Regions from separate parts of the Mus musculus genome. Here all the other regions are linked to region 4. The links are chromatin contacts, called in public HiChIP or PLAC-seq, Micro-C and promoter capture Hi-C maps. All regions are on one chromosome and are shown on one strand. The core of a region is the stretch at or near the end of the contact, and the rest is flanking DNA. Distances in the headings are between cores, read along the strand shown. Region 1 overlaps Pbx4 (pre B cell leukemia homeobox 4). Region 2 holds the start of Gatad2a (GATA zinc finger domain containing 2A). Region 3 holds the start of Fkbp8 (FK506 binding protein 8). Region 4 holds the start of Armc6 (armadillo repeat containing 6).

Evidence for each region. Hi-C and Micro-C count contacts between places; a contact is called where the count stands out from the background. HiChIP or PLAC-seq counts read pairs in DNA pulled down with a chosen protein or histone mark. Capture Hi-C pulls out chosen DNA fragments and counts their contacts.
Region 1: an H3K4me3 HiChIP or PLAC-seq map of bone marrow-derived macrophages shows a contact between it and region 4, with 4 times the contacts expected there. The contact joins the enhancer-like site here to the promoter of Armc6 in region 4. A contact is called at or near these places in 1 of 484 Hi-C or Micro-C datasets (bone marrow-derived macrophages), 2 of 115 datasets of contacts at active chromatin or transcription factors (bone marrow-derived macrophages and large pre-B cells) and 3 of 9 other capture datasets (liver, macrophages and pancreatic islet).
Region 2: a Micro-C map of embryonic stem cells shows a contact between it and region 4, with 4 times the contacts expected there. The contact joins the promoter of Gatad2a here to the promoter of Armc6 in region 4. A contact is called at or near these places in 1 of 39 promoter capture datasets (pre-B cells), 2 of 484 Hi-C or Micro-C datasets (B cells and embryonic stem cells), 4 of 115 datasets of contacts at active chromatin or transcription factors (astrocytes, cardiomyocytes, effector CD8 T cells and 1 more) and 1 of 9 other capture datasets (adipose tissue).
Region 3: a promoter capture Hi-C map of liver shows a contact between it and region 4. The contact joins the promoter of Fkbp8 here to the promoter of Armc6 in region 4. A contact is called at or near these places in 3 of 39 promoter capture datasets (hippocampal neurons, neural stem cells and pre-B cells), 4 of 484 Hi-C or Micro-C datasets (CD4 T cells, embryonic stem cells, natural killer cells and 1 more), 8 of 115 datasets of contacts at active chromatin or transcription factors (the 230-238 cell line, the SCID.adh cell line, astrocytes and 5 more) and 3 of 9 other capture datasets (adipose tissue, liver and pancreatic islet).

The regions. Positions count from the first base shown.
Region 1 is chr8:69,849,814-69,852,513 of GRCm38.p6, reverse strand. The region is part of intron 1 of Pbx4 (pre B cell leukemia homeobox 4); the gene reads right to left. Among named protein-coding and RNA genes, the nearest start is that of Pbx4, 19 kb to the right of the region's middle. Within about 2 kb of position 1,438, at least 73 of the 459 cell types and tissues checked have an H3K27ac peak or open chromatin away from gene starts, as enhancers often do. A contact at or near this core is called in bone marrow-derived macrophages, where this site is marked.
Region 2 is chr8:69,973,027-69,975,726 of GRCm38.p6, reverse strand. Gatad2a (GATA zinc finger domain containing 2A) reads left to right here and starts at 1,344. Exons shown (of 13, transcript NM_001113346.1): 1 at 1,344-1,637.
Region 3 is chr8:70,526,399-70,529,098 of GRCm38.p6, reverse strand. Fkbp8 (FK506 binding protein 8) reads right to left here and starts at 1,356. Exons shown (of 9, transcript NM_001111066.1): 1 at 1,263-1,356.
Region 4 is chr8:70,233,024-70,235,723 of GRCm38.p6, reverse strand. Armc6 (armadillo repeat containing 6) reads left to right here and starts at 1,302. Exons shown (of 8, transcript NM_133972.2): 1 at 1,302-1,614. It overlaps Sugp2 (SURP and G patch domain containing 2), which reads right to left and starts at 1,519. Exons shown (of 11, transcript NM_172755.4): 1 at 1,072-1,519.

The DNA of each region.
Region 1 (2,700 bases), core at 189-2,688, 380 kb after region 4:
TAGGTAAAACTGTAAGGGCATTTTCTTGACTAATGACTGATGCGGGCCCTGCCCACTGTGGGCGGTGTCATCCCTGGCCAGGTGATGTGGGAGTGTATGAGATCACAGGTGAGTAAACCATGGGGAACAAGGCAGGAAGCAGCAGTCCTCCATGGCTCTACCTCAGTGCCTGCCCTGACTTCCATGACTGACAGAGCTATGACATAAACCCTCTCCTTCCTAGGCTGCTTTTTGCTGTGGTGCTTATCATAGCAGTGGACACCCAGACACCCAGCGAGGACAGACCCAGTCTCCTTCTGCAGTGGGACTGACCAACTGCTAAGGAGTCCACCTTTTCCCCACCCAAAGCCTTGGTAGACCTGTCCATCATCACTCACCTGCTGGGTACATGGCTCAGTCAGCAGAGCTGTACCTAGTGTGCAAGAAGCCTTAGGTTTGATCCCCAGCACCACACAAGCCAGGTGTGTGGGTACACAGCTCTAGTGCAGAATTTAGGGAGTAGAAGCAAGAGGATGGGAAGTTCAAGGTCATCCTGGGATGTGTGGTGAGATGGGGTCCTGGGTCAGTTTTGTTCTTGTTCTACTGGTCTGTTTGCCTGGCCTTAAGTGAGGGGTGTGTGTGTGTGTGTGTGTGTGTGTGTGTGTGTGTGTGTGTTGGAAGGCAACCCAAACCCCTCCTTGCACAGACTTGGCAGCTGCCTACACTGAGTTAATGGGGACCCTTTTTACTTATTATTTTCAGTTTGAGATAGCATCCTGCTAAACTGCCCAGGTTAGCCTTGAACTCAACTGTCTCAGCCTCCTCGGCCTCCCACCTGCTGGTGTTACAGGCACATACTACCACAGCCAGTCTGAAACACATTTTAAAAATTTAGTTTGTGGGCTGAATGTGTTAGCCCACACCTGTAATCCCAGTACTCAGGAGGCAGAGGTACAGGGACGGACAGGGGCAGGGGCAGGTGGATTTCTAAATTCAAGGCCAGCCTGGTCTTAGACACAATAGACCTTTAATTTGGAGTGTGAATCTGAAGGCCTTGGTGTAGGAGTGAAAGCTTTAGGAATAAAGAAGACTACAAAGTGACCCGTACTGCCTGGATGCTGGGCCCTGAAGCAGTAACCAGAGGCTTCACCAGGTCGCAGGCGCAGCCCTTGAGCTCCTAGGCAGGGCCAATAGCTCTAGGCTGGAGCTGAACTAGCACAGGACTGAGTAACCACTGGCCAGCGATGAGGATGATACTTGAACGCTGGGGAGTCGAGGAAATCTCCACAGGAAGAAATGGGGACCCAGGCAAGGACTTTGAAAGGTCACATGGGAGGCAGTGAAACCTAAAAGCCAAAGAGGGGGAGCAAAGGAAAAGCATGCAGGTCAGGGACCTCCCAGAGCACCAGGGTGACTCAGCTGAGGGTGGAGCACATAGTGTGGGGAGAGGGTGGAGGAGTGCAGGAAGCAGAAACAGCAGCTCTGCACTCAGCCATCTTGTCTTGAAAGAAAGCAGCAGGAGCCAGCATGAGGTATACAGGCAGCTTGGTTTCCACTCCGTTTTCAGAGGCTTGGCAGAGCTGGGGTGAGCTACCTCCCAGACAGAGCAAACACCTGCCTTCCACAAGCACATGAGCTAATTCAAAATCCTCCCCAACAACTCACCTCACACAACACCCAGGCCTTCCCTGTCCTCAGTCACCATGGGGCCAAATCCTAGACATCTAGAGACCTGCTATGACCCAGACCAGAGCAGTGTCCCTCCATCCAGCTCTCTCCAGGGAGGCTCAAATGGGTCTGCCCAACCCAGCCAGTTCACTCTAGAGAAAGTCCTACCAAAGCTCCTGGCCTCTGCCTAGACAGACAGATGACAGACAGACAGACAGACAGACAGACAGATATAGGCACTGAGAAACTGACACACCCCTACTTTATGGGCATGGCCATGTGTGCCCCCCCTCTCTTGGGAGCAGTAAGCAAACTTTCCTTCAAAAGTGCTTGCCTCGGGCCGGGCGTGGTGGCGCACGCCTTTAATCCCAGCACTTGGGAGGCAGAGGTAGGCGGATTTCTGAGTTCGAGGCCAGCCTGGTCTACAGAGTGAGTTCCAGGACACCCTAGGCTACCCAGAGAAACCCTGTCTCATAAAAAAACAAAAAACAAAAAAACCAAAACAACAACAACAACAACAAAAAGGTGTTTGCTTCCATGCCTGTCAGCCTAACAAATCTGTTACAAATCCAATCAGGATGGAGGGAGAGAAGGAGGGAGAGAAGGAGGGAGAGAAGGAGGGAGAGAAGGAGGGAGAGAAGGAGGGAGAGAAGGGTTTCCCAGGTTAAGATACTGCACTACTCTTGCAGAGGACAGCACAAACTTCCTTCCCACGCGTTGGGCAATACAACCACCTGGAACTCCAGCACCAGGAGATCTGTCGCCCTCTTCTGGCCTTTGGGAACACTGCACTCACACTCCCATACATCCCACAGAGACAGGGCACACATATGCACATAAATACACACTAAATAAATGTTTCTATTTTTGGTGTTTTGTTTGCTTTTGTTTTTGGAGACAGGGTTTCTCTGTGTAGCCCTGGCCATCCTGGATCTTGTTCTGTAGTCCAGGCTGGCCTCAAACTCAGAAATCTGCCTGCCTCTGCCTCCCGAGTGCTGGGATTAAAGGCGTGAGCCACCACTTGCAGCAAGATGTGTCTTATGTGTGTGTGCA
Region 2 (2,700 bases), core at 95-2,594, 260 kb after region 4:
TCCACCTACCTTGAGGCTTCATTTTCTTTATTTCATTTCCTTTTCTTTCTTTTTCTTTTTTTAAAGATTTATTTATTATATGTGAGTACACTGTAGCTGTCTTTAGACATACCAGAAGAGGGCATCTCATTACAGATAGTTGTGAGCCACCATGTGATTGCTGGGATTTGAACTCAGGACCTCCAGAAGAGCAGTTGGTGCTCTTAACCACTGAGCCATCTCTCCAACCCTTATATATATATATATTAAAAGAAACTGATGTGTCATGAGTGTTTTGCCTGCATGTGCATCTGTGTACCACATGTGTACTTGTTGCCTGAGGAGGAGAGCCTCCATGTGGGTGCTGGGAATAGAACCCAGGTCTTCCACAACAAGAAGTGCCCTTAACCACTGAGCTAACTCTTTAGCCCTGGGCTTTGTCTTCATAAGATTTCTTTATGACGTGTTTCTGTATGATGAGGACAGAAGGCATAAATACCCTAGAACCGGAGTTATGGTAGGTTGTAAGCCACCATGTGGGTGCTTGGGTCTTCTGCAAGAGCAGCCAGTACCTTTAATTGCTGAGCCATGACTCCAGATGTGTTTTTTAAATTAACATATTTTATTTATGAGCGTGTGTTTGTGTCTGAGGACAACTTGTGCGGATGGAACTCAGGTCATTATGTTTGGTGGCAAGCCTCTTTAAACCACTGAGCCATGTCGCTGTCCTGGAATAGGTTTTCTATGAACTTTGTACTTTTCCCTGTTGAAATTGTAAATTGGCTTCAGATGCTTCATAATCTCCCCAAACTTGCTTCCTTTCTGGCTATTATTGTCTCCTTGGTGTTACCAGAGAGGGTTGGGCGCAGGTTTGTTTTCTTGGGGATTCCTTCTTCTCCAGAGGCACAGGCTAGATGTGGATTACTGGAAGGAGACAGCCGTCCACCTCGTTCTCTGCAGGTGGATTGGCTTGGTGGGTAGGTTGAACTGTCTGCGGTCCGGGGGAGAGGGGTGACCGCTCAGCCGATCGCACCTTCTCACTGGAGGTCAACACCGAAGTTCCTGAGAGGAAGCTTTGCGAGGCCCCGGGCGCGTCTCAGAGTTACAAGAGGTGGCCGTGCAGGGCTCGGGCGAGGTCAGCGTGAGTCAGCCCTGGGCGCGGCCGAGCTCTGTGCACTAAGCTGGCCATGGCTGAGGGGCGCTTAGCAGCCCAAGTGGGAAACCCAGTCGCTTAGCGCAGCGTCGCCAGTCTTTGGGGCTGGGAGGGCGGTGCTTCCGGGTAGGCCCGCCCAGCCTCGCCTCCAGGGAACCACGCCCACATAAGACCACGCCCACAGGGAGCCCCTCCCTTCCCGACCCCGCCCATCCGGGTGCGGGCGGGTGGCGTCGCCTTTAAGAGCTCCCCGGTGTTTTGGGGGCCGCGGGCCGGGCGCGCTGACCTGGTGCGCATGTCCCGGGCGGTGACGCCGGCGCCGGGCTCCATGTGTGCGGCCGAGGGGCGCATTATCTGGCCGGCGGCGCGGGCGGGCGGAGCGGCGGAGCGAGCGCCGCGGGCCCGGGCGGCCCCTCAGGCGCAGCGAGCACGCGCGGCCGGCGCCCCCCGCCCCCAGCCCTGTGGACACGCGCGCTGCCCCTGGGCCCGGTCGGCGCGCGGCCGGGTAAGTTCCTAGCAAACTTGGCAAGGCGGGGCGGGGGCGCGGGAAAGTGGGAGCGCGGTCGTATTCGGTTTGCTGCGCTGCGGTTCGCTTCGCCTGCGCCGCTGGAAAGTTCCCCACCGCCCTCGCACGTGGGGCTGGGGTCCCTGGTCCCCGGAGCCGGGAAGTGGCCGAGTCGCCTCACTCCCTCCTGAGCTTTTCAGGCTGGGAGGCCGCCCCAAGGGGGGCGGCGGGCACACAGCACGTGGACGAGTGGCGTGGGGTGAGAGTCCACGGGAGGGTCGGGGGTCCGAGCCCGGCGGCGGCGTTAAATTCGGCGGCGACGGCGGCGGCGGAGGCGGCGGAGGATCCCGTGTCAGAATAAGAGTCCCTGCGCGCCCACGCCTGCAGGGCCGGTCCCCCCCCCCCCCCACCGTCCTGCTTGGGCTCGCGCCCTTCCTGCTTGACCCTGGGGAGCCATGGGACCCTTCCCCCTCTCTTGGTTCCTGTTTTCCTCATGGCCCTCCACTTTAAATTTGCCTCCGGGTGTACGATGTGGCTCCAATAATTTCTTTTTTCTTCCACCTGGAACGGGTTGGCATCAGTGACTAGACAGCAGCAGCTGGCCTTTTAAAGGGATTAATGCCAAGAATCGGAATTGATCACTTCAACAAGGAAAGGCTTCTGGGCAGGCCTCAGCCGCAGCCGGACTGCGCTCTCCGGAACCCTGAAATGAATGGGGACCCCTCATTAAGACCTGTATGGCAGAATGTTTTGTTTTTCCTTCCCGCCCCTGCAGTTTTAGCAGAGGCTGCAAGTTCTACCTACCTGACTCACTTCAGGTAGTTCACTCTTATCTTGTGGCTTTGGATTCTTTAGGACAAAGTCCTGGTGAGTCTCCTGAGCCTTACATTTTCTTGACAGCATTAACTTCTTTTTATCTTCTTGGAGTATGCAGCACTCCCACGTCCCTGTTAATGTGTGTGTCCATTCACAAAGCGATAGATACCTGTTGTGGATGTAATCTGTATACTGAGCCTGAGTCTCCCTCTTGTTCTTCTCATCCTACCATTCGGTGGTTACGGTG
Region 3 (2,700 bases), core at 107-2,606, 290 kb before region 4:
CGCCTTTAATCCCAGCACTCAGGAGGCAGAGGCAGGTGGATTTCTGAGTTCAAGGTCTACAAAGTGAGTTCCAGGACAGCCAGGACTATACAGAGAAACCCTGTCTCGATAAACCACCAAAAAAAAAAAAAAAAAAAAGACAAAGCCACTTAGCCAAAGTCAGAAAACAAGCCAATTAACAAGAGGGTCAAGATCGAAAGTTATTGAGCTGAATGTCAAGAAAAGGGTGTTGGGGTAATTGAGGCAGTGGGGACTGTCACTGAGGCCTTGGGACAGCAATCTTTATAAGTTTTATAACTTATTCATTTGAAAAAGGTGAACTTTTAGTAGAGGTTCCTGACTCTGGCCACCTTCTCTGCTAAAGGATCCAGCAATAAAGGATTGGTGCTAGAAACTTAATGTCTCTTGCTGAATCTCCCAACAACAGAGACGATGGCTCCAACCTGCCTCTATCACCAAGTCTGCTTCCAGCTTTTAATCGTAGTAGGGCACTGGGGAGATAGCTCAGGCAACAGGGCACTTGTCTACCAAGCACAAGACCCGGGGTTCTAACCCCAACGCTGCAGAAACCATGTATCAGCAAATGCCTTTCATTCCAGCAATCGGGAGGTGGAGGAAGGATGACCAGGTATTCGAGGCCATGGAATTCATGAGTTACATGAAATCCTGACTCAAGAAATTGAAAGCATAAGCTAGGATTGTAATTCGTTGGAAGAGCGTTCTCCTAGCAAGCACGACGCTTTAGAATTAGCACCCCTGTAAACCAGGTGTGGCAAGGCACGCCTGTCATCCAGCTCTTCGGACAGGAAGGCCAGGAGTTCAAGGCCAGCCTGAGCTACACACCCACTTGAAGACTAGCTTAGAATACTGGAGACCCAGTCTCAAATTAAATAAAAGCGAAAGAGTAGTGGGAACACCAATATGGACTCTTGCACCATCTCGCTGGCCCCAGGCCTCTCTGCGGAGGCCCCCAACCCAGCTGTAGAACCCTACGTCCTATCAGGCCCTCTCCTTAAGCCCCAGGAAGCCCCGGAGCCCTGCGTCCCTGCCCTGCGACCCTCACCTGCGGGGCTCCTTCCGGGATCCGGCCCCGACCGGAGACCCTCCCGCCCCGAGCCCCCACAATGCCCCGCGCGCCCCGCACCCCAACGCCGCCCCGCGCCCGGTCGACACTACCGCCCCGGGAGGCCCAGCCTCCCGCAGCCTCGGGAGGCCTTGGCCCCGGGAGCCTCGGCCTCCTCGCTACGCCCCGTCACACGTGCCTGCGGCTCGGGGACCCCGCTCGGGGTCCTGTGCCCCCTCCCCGCCCCCAGCCGCGGCCGCCGCGCCTCGGGAAACAGCTTCAGATACGCAGCCCCGCCCCCGCGCACCCATTGGCTGTTCACACCGCGTCTGCCGTGTTTATTGGCTTGTGCACACGTCCGTCTCGCGCCCTCGACACCACCTCCTTCCTGGTAAGCTCCGCTGGCCGTTTCTTAAAGGGGCTCTAGCCTCTAGGTGGAGGGGCTGTTGGGAGTGGGAGATGGGAACGCACTGGGCGCACAGTGGGAGAGGATAGCAGCACGCCCTGATTTGAGTTCATGCTGGGGCAGGCTTCCTCCTGCTTACATACGAGGTAGAAATAAACAAGAAACACTGTAGCTCATGCGCGGTCATTTTCGGGGCTCTTTGGAAAACAATAATATTTCATAATTTTACTTAATACTTTATTTCATGTCCTCCTTCCCCTGCCCCTCTCTTTTCCTGGGGCGTGGTGAGCAAGCCTCTCTGTGTAGGCTTGGCTGTCCTGGACGCAGCACGTTTACCAGACCAGGCTGGCCTTAAACTCATGGAGATCATACTGCCTCTATCTGCTCCTGGGATTAAAGGTGTGTGCTACCACACCCGTCTCAACTATTTTATTATAGCATTCTCTTTTGTTTCATGTTTTATATTGTATTTTAGTTAGCCAGGGTCTGACCATGAAGCCCAAGCTGACAGCAAAGTGTTTAGCTTGCTTGTGAGGTTCTGGAGTCTTAAAGAATTATTGATTTAATTTTATTAGTACACTGTCACTGTCTTTAGACACACCAGAAGAGGGCATCAGATCCCATTACAGATGATTGTGAGCCACCATGTGGTTGCTGGGAATTGAATTTAAGGACCTCTGGAAGAGCAGTCAGTGCTCTAAACCACTGAGCCATCCATCTCTCCAGCCCCAAGGTTCTGGGGTCTTGTGTGACTGCTTACTAAGTTACCTTGAAGGTACAGACGGGGTCAGGAAGCCAGACAGGGTGCTTGCCTGTTGTCTCAGTACTTGACAAGTGGGGCACTGAGGATCAGAAGTTCACGACCCGGCTTGGCTACATTGCACTGTCTAAAAGAACAGTAGCTGAAAGCTGAAGGGCAGTCACCTGAGATACAAGGTTTTCAGTAACTGCCTGCTGTCCATGCAGACTCTGCCAGAAGGTGCTAAGGTGTCAGGGAGAAAGCAGGGCCTCTCATTTGAAGGACCTTATCTACTCTCCCGAGCTGTCACCTTTCAAGAATGATCCTGTAATTCTTTCACTTGATATCAAAGAAACCATGGGCTTGTTCCAGTTCTGAGGGCTTTGAACCTGGCTACATCTGAAACCCAGTGGGGTTTGTTTTTTGTTGTTGTTCTTTGGTTCTTGTAGTACTTGAAATTGGATCTGGGACCTTTGCACATGCTAGGCAGAA
Region 4 (2,700 bases), core at 53-2,552:
CTACCTAGTTTATTCCAGACCAGCCTAGGCTACATAGCAAGACCCAGTTTTGTGTGTGCATGAGGGTTTTGTTTTGTTGTTGTTTGGATTTTTTGCAACTACAACAGAGTAGCCCACTTTGGCATGAGCACTAAACCTCTGATCCTCCTGCTTTTGCCTTCCAAGAACTAGGATTGCCAGTGTGCACTGCCAGGTTCTGCAGACCCAATCTTTTTAGTTTTATTTACTTTTTTTTTTTTTTTTTTTTTGGTAGCATGGTTGAGTAGGAGAGATTCCAAATGATCTCCTTACACACCTCTGGTTGGCCTCAAACTTTGTGTGTGCACACACACACATACATACACACTAAGGTTGGCATTGAAAGGAAAATCCACCCTGTCTCTGCCTCCTGGGAACTGGGATTATAGGGGTGAGCCATCATAATCAGTTTGAGACCCTGCCTTAAAAAAAAAAAAAAAAAAAAAGAAAAAGAAAAAGAAAGAAAGAAAAAAGGAATGAAAGAAAAAAATGTTCACACACGGGAGAAAAGCAGACTTGAAGAAGTGAACCACTAGGTCAGGCATCCTAATGTTGAGCCTGACCAACAGGGCATTCATTGTGAGGGCACTTTCTGAATGTTAAAAAAAAATAAGGCAGCATACATATCAGTGACAGCCTTCCTTATGACACTTCCAACTTCAAGAGGTAAACCTCCCTTCTGGTCATTTCTATAACCATCACCCCGTTTCCCCACACCCTGGGAAAGCGATAGGACGCCCCTTGTTCTCTGTCATTTAAGAGCAGGGACTCCTCCGGGTCAGCTGATCCTGAAATTTAATCAAGGTACCTAATCTGTCTGCACCTCCGTTTCCCCGTCTATGGTACTGGCAGACTCGGAGGCTGCAGTGGTTCCCGGCAGCTGGAGGCCCGAAGCCCGCTCGCCGTTACGCCCAACTCGCCCGGCCGACTGAGGGCTCAAGCGTAATGAATGGACCCGCCAGACAGGCTGGAGGAGCGCGCTCGCCCTAGAGACACCCAGAGTCCTTCCCACCCCGGGCCAGCCCTCCCAGGTCTCCAGGGCCCGGGCCTCACCCGGAGCCTGCCGCGTGCGGTGCCGCCCCCGCCGCTGCCGCCGCCGCCTCGGGCCCCTTATCCACCGCCTGGCGAGGCGGGGAGATGCAAATGAGCCAACGGTTTCCGCAGCGCCGCGTCGCGCAGGCGCAAGCCTCTGCCTTGCCTTGGTGCGCAGGCGCTGGCTGCCACCGCCTAGGTCCTCATGCGCAAGCGTCGAGGGCAGCCATCTTCGCTCTTTCGCGCAGGCGCGCTGCTCACTTCTCAGGGCCGAGTCTACCTAGGTGAAAACTATCTCTTTTGAGGGGAAGCGACACCTAGGAGTAGCATTGAGAGTACTGCAAGAGTCTCAGGCCCACGCGTATTCTGTGGCTCCCTTCGCTTTACCTGTGCTCGCGGTCGCCCTCGTTGCCCCGGAAAGGAGCCTCTCGGCTGAAGGAGGGACGCCGAGGCGAGGCGGCGCCTCTGCGCTTGCGCTTATATGGTGGCTCGAAGGAGCCAAAGGCAAAGTCTCGGGTGACAGCTGCGAGCCCCACCCTTTCCCCACGTGGCTGCGTAGACCCGGTGAGGAGCACCGGCCGCCTGTGCTTGTGGCTGGCGCAGTGGGGAGTGGGCGCCGCGGGGTCGGGGTGGTGGTGTTTGCACGACTCTCGCGGACTTGGTTTGGGGGAAGGAGAGAATCGTCCCAGAGATACTTGGGAAGCAAATGCTTCGCCTTTCTTGTGCAGGTTCTTTCATTCATTTTATTCATTCGCGCTGCGCCTGTGTGCACCTGAGCACCTGCTACAGGGTCGGCCGCATTCTAGGCAGTGGAGCCAGGAGTACAAGAGGTTCAAGACAGTGTGACTCTGGTTCAGGGGACGCTGGTGTTGCTGTTCATGTAGTAGTGATGGAGCGGGCGTGGTTGCTGCACCTGTCATGACTGCTTTAGGGAGACAGAAGGATTGATGAGTTCTAGACCGGCTTTGGCTATGTAGCCAGCCCATATTTCAGAATAAAAACAGCCAAAAGAAAGAACAGGCGTTGTGGTGCACTCAAGAAGCAGAGGCAGAAGGATTGCTGCGAGTTTGATACCAGTCTGGGCTACAAGACCAGACACTGCCTCAAAAACAACTGATGAGCCAGGGGGTTGTTTGGAGACTGGAAATCAGGAGTTCAAGGTCAGTCAGGTCTACATGAATCCCTAACATAAAAAACAAAAACGGGATTATTTCATGTGACAGTAAGGCTGCTTGACCTAGACAGGTTTTGTTTACTTGAGGGGCAAGACGGGGGAGGGGGTCAGGAGGGTCTCACTGTGTAGATCAGGCTGGCCAGAAACTCACAGAGGTCTACCATTTCTGCCTCCGTTGTTCTGGTATCAGTGTTTCTTGTTTTGTTGTTGTTTTTCAAGCCAGGATTTCTCCGTGTCGTCCTGGCTGTCCAGGAACTTGCACTGTAGACTGTGCTGGCCTCCAGTTCAGAGGTTAGCCTGCCTCTGCTTCATTTGTGCTTTAATAACTATTATTATTAATAAATTATTTGTTATCAATATTATTTAACATCATCATGACTATTGTGTGTTTACATGTATGCACAAGTTGTGAACTACCAGATGTGAGTGCTGAAACTGAACTCAAGTTGTGATGATGGAGCGGCACACCTTCACCT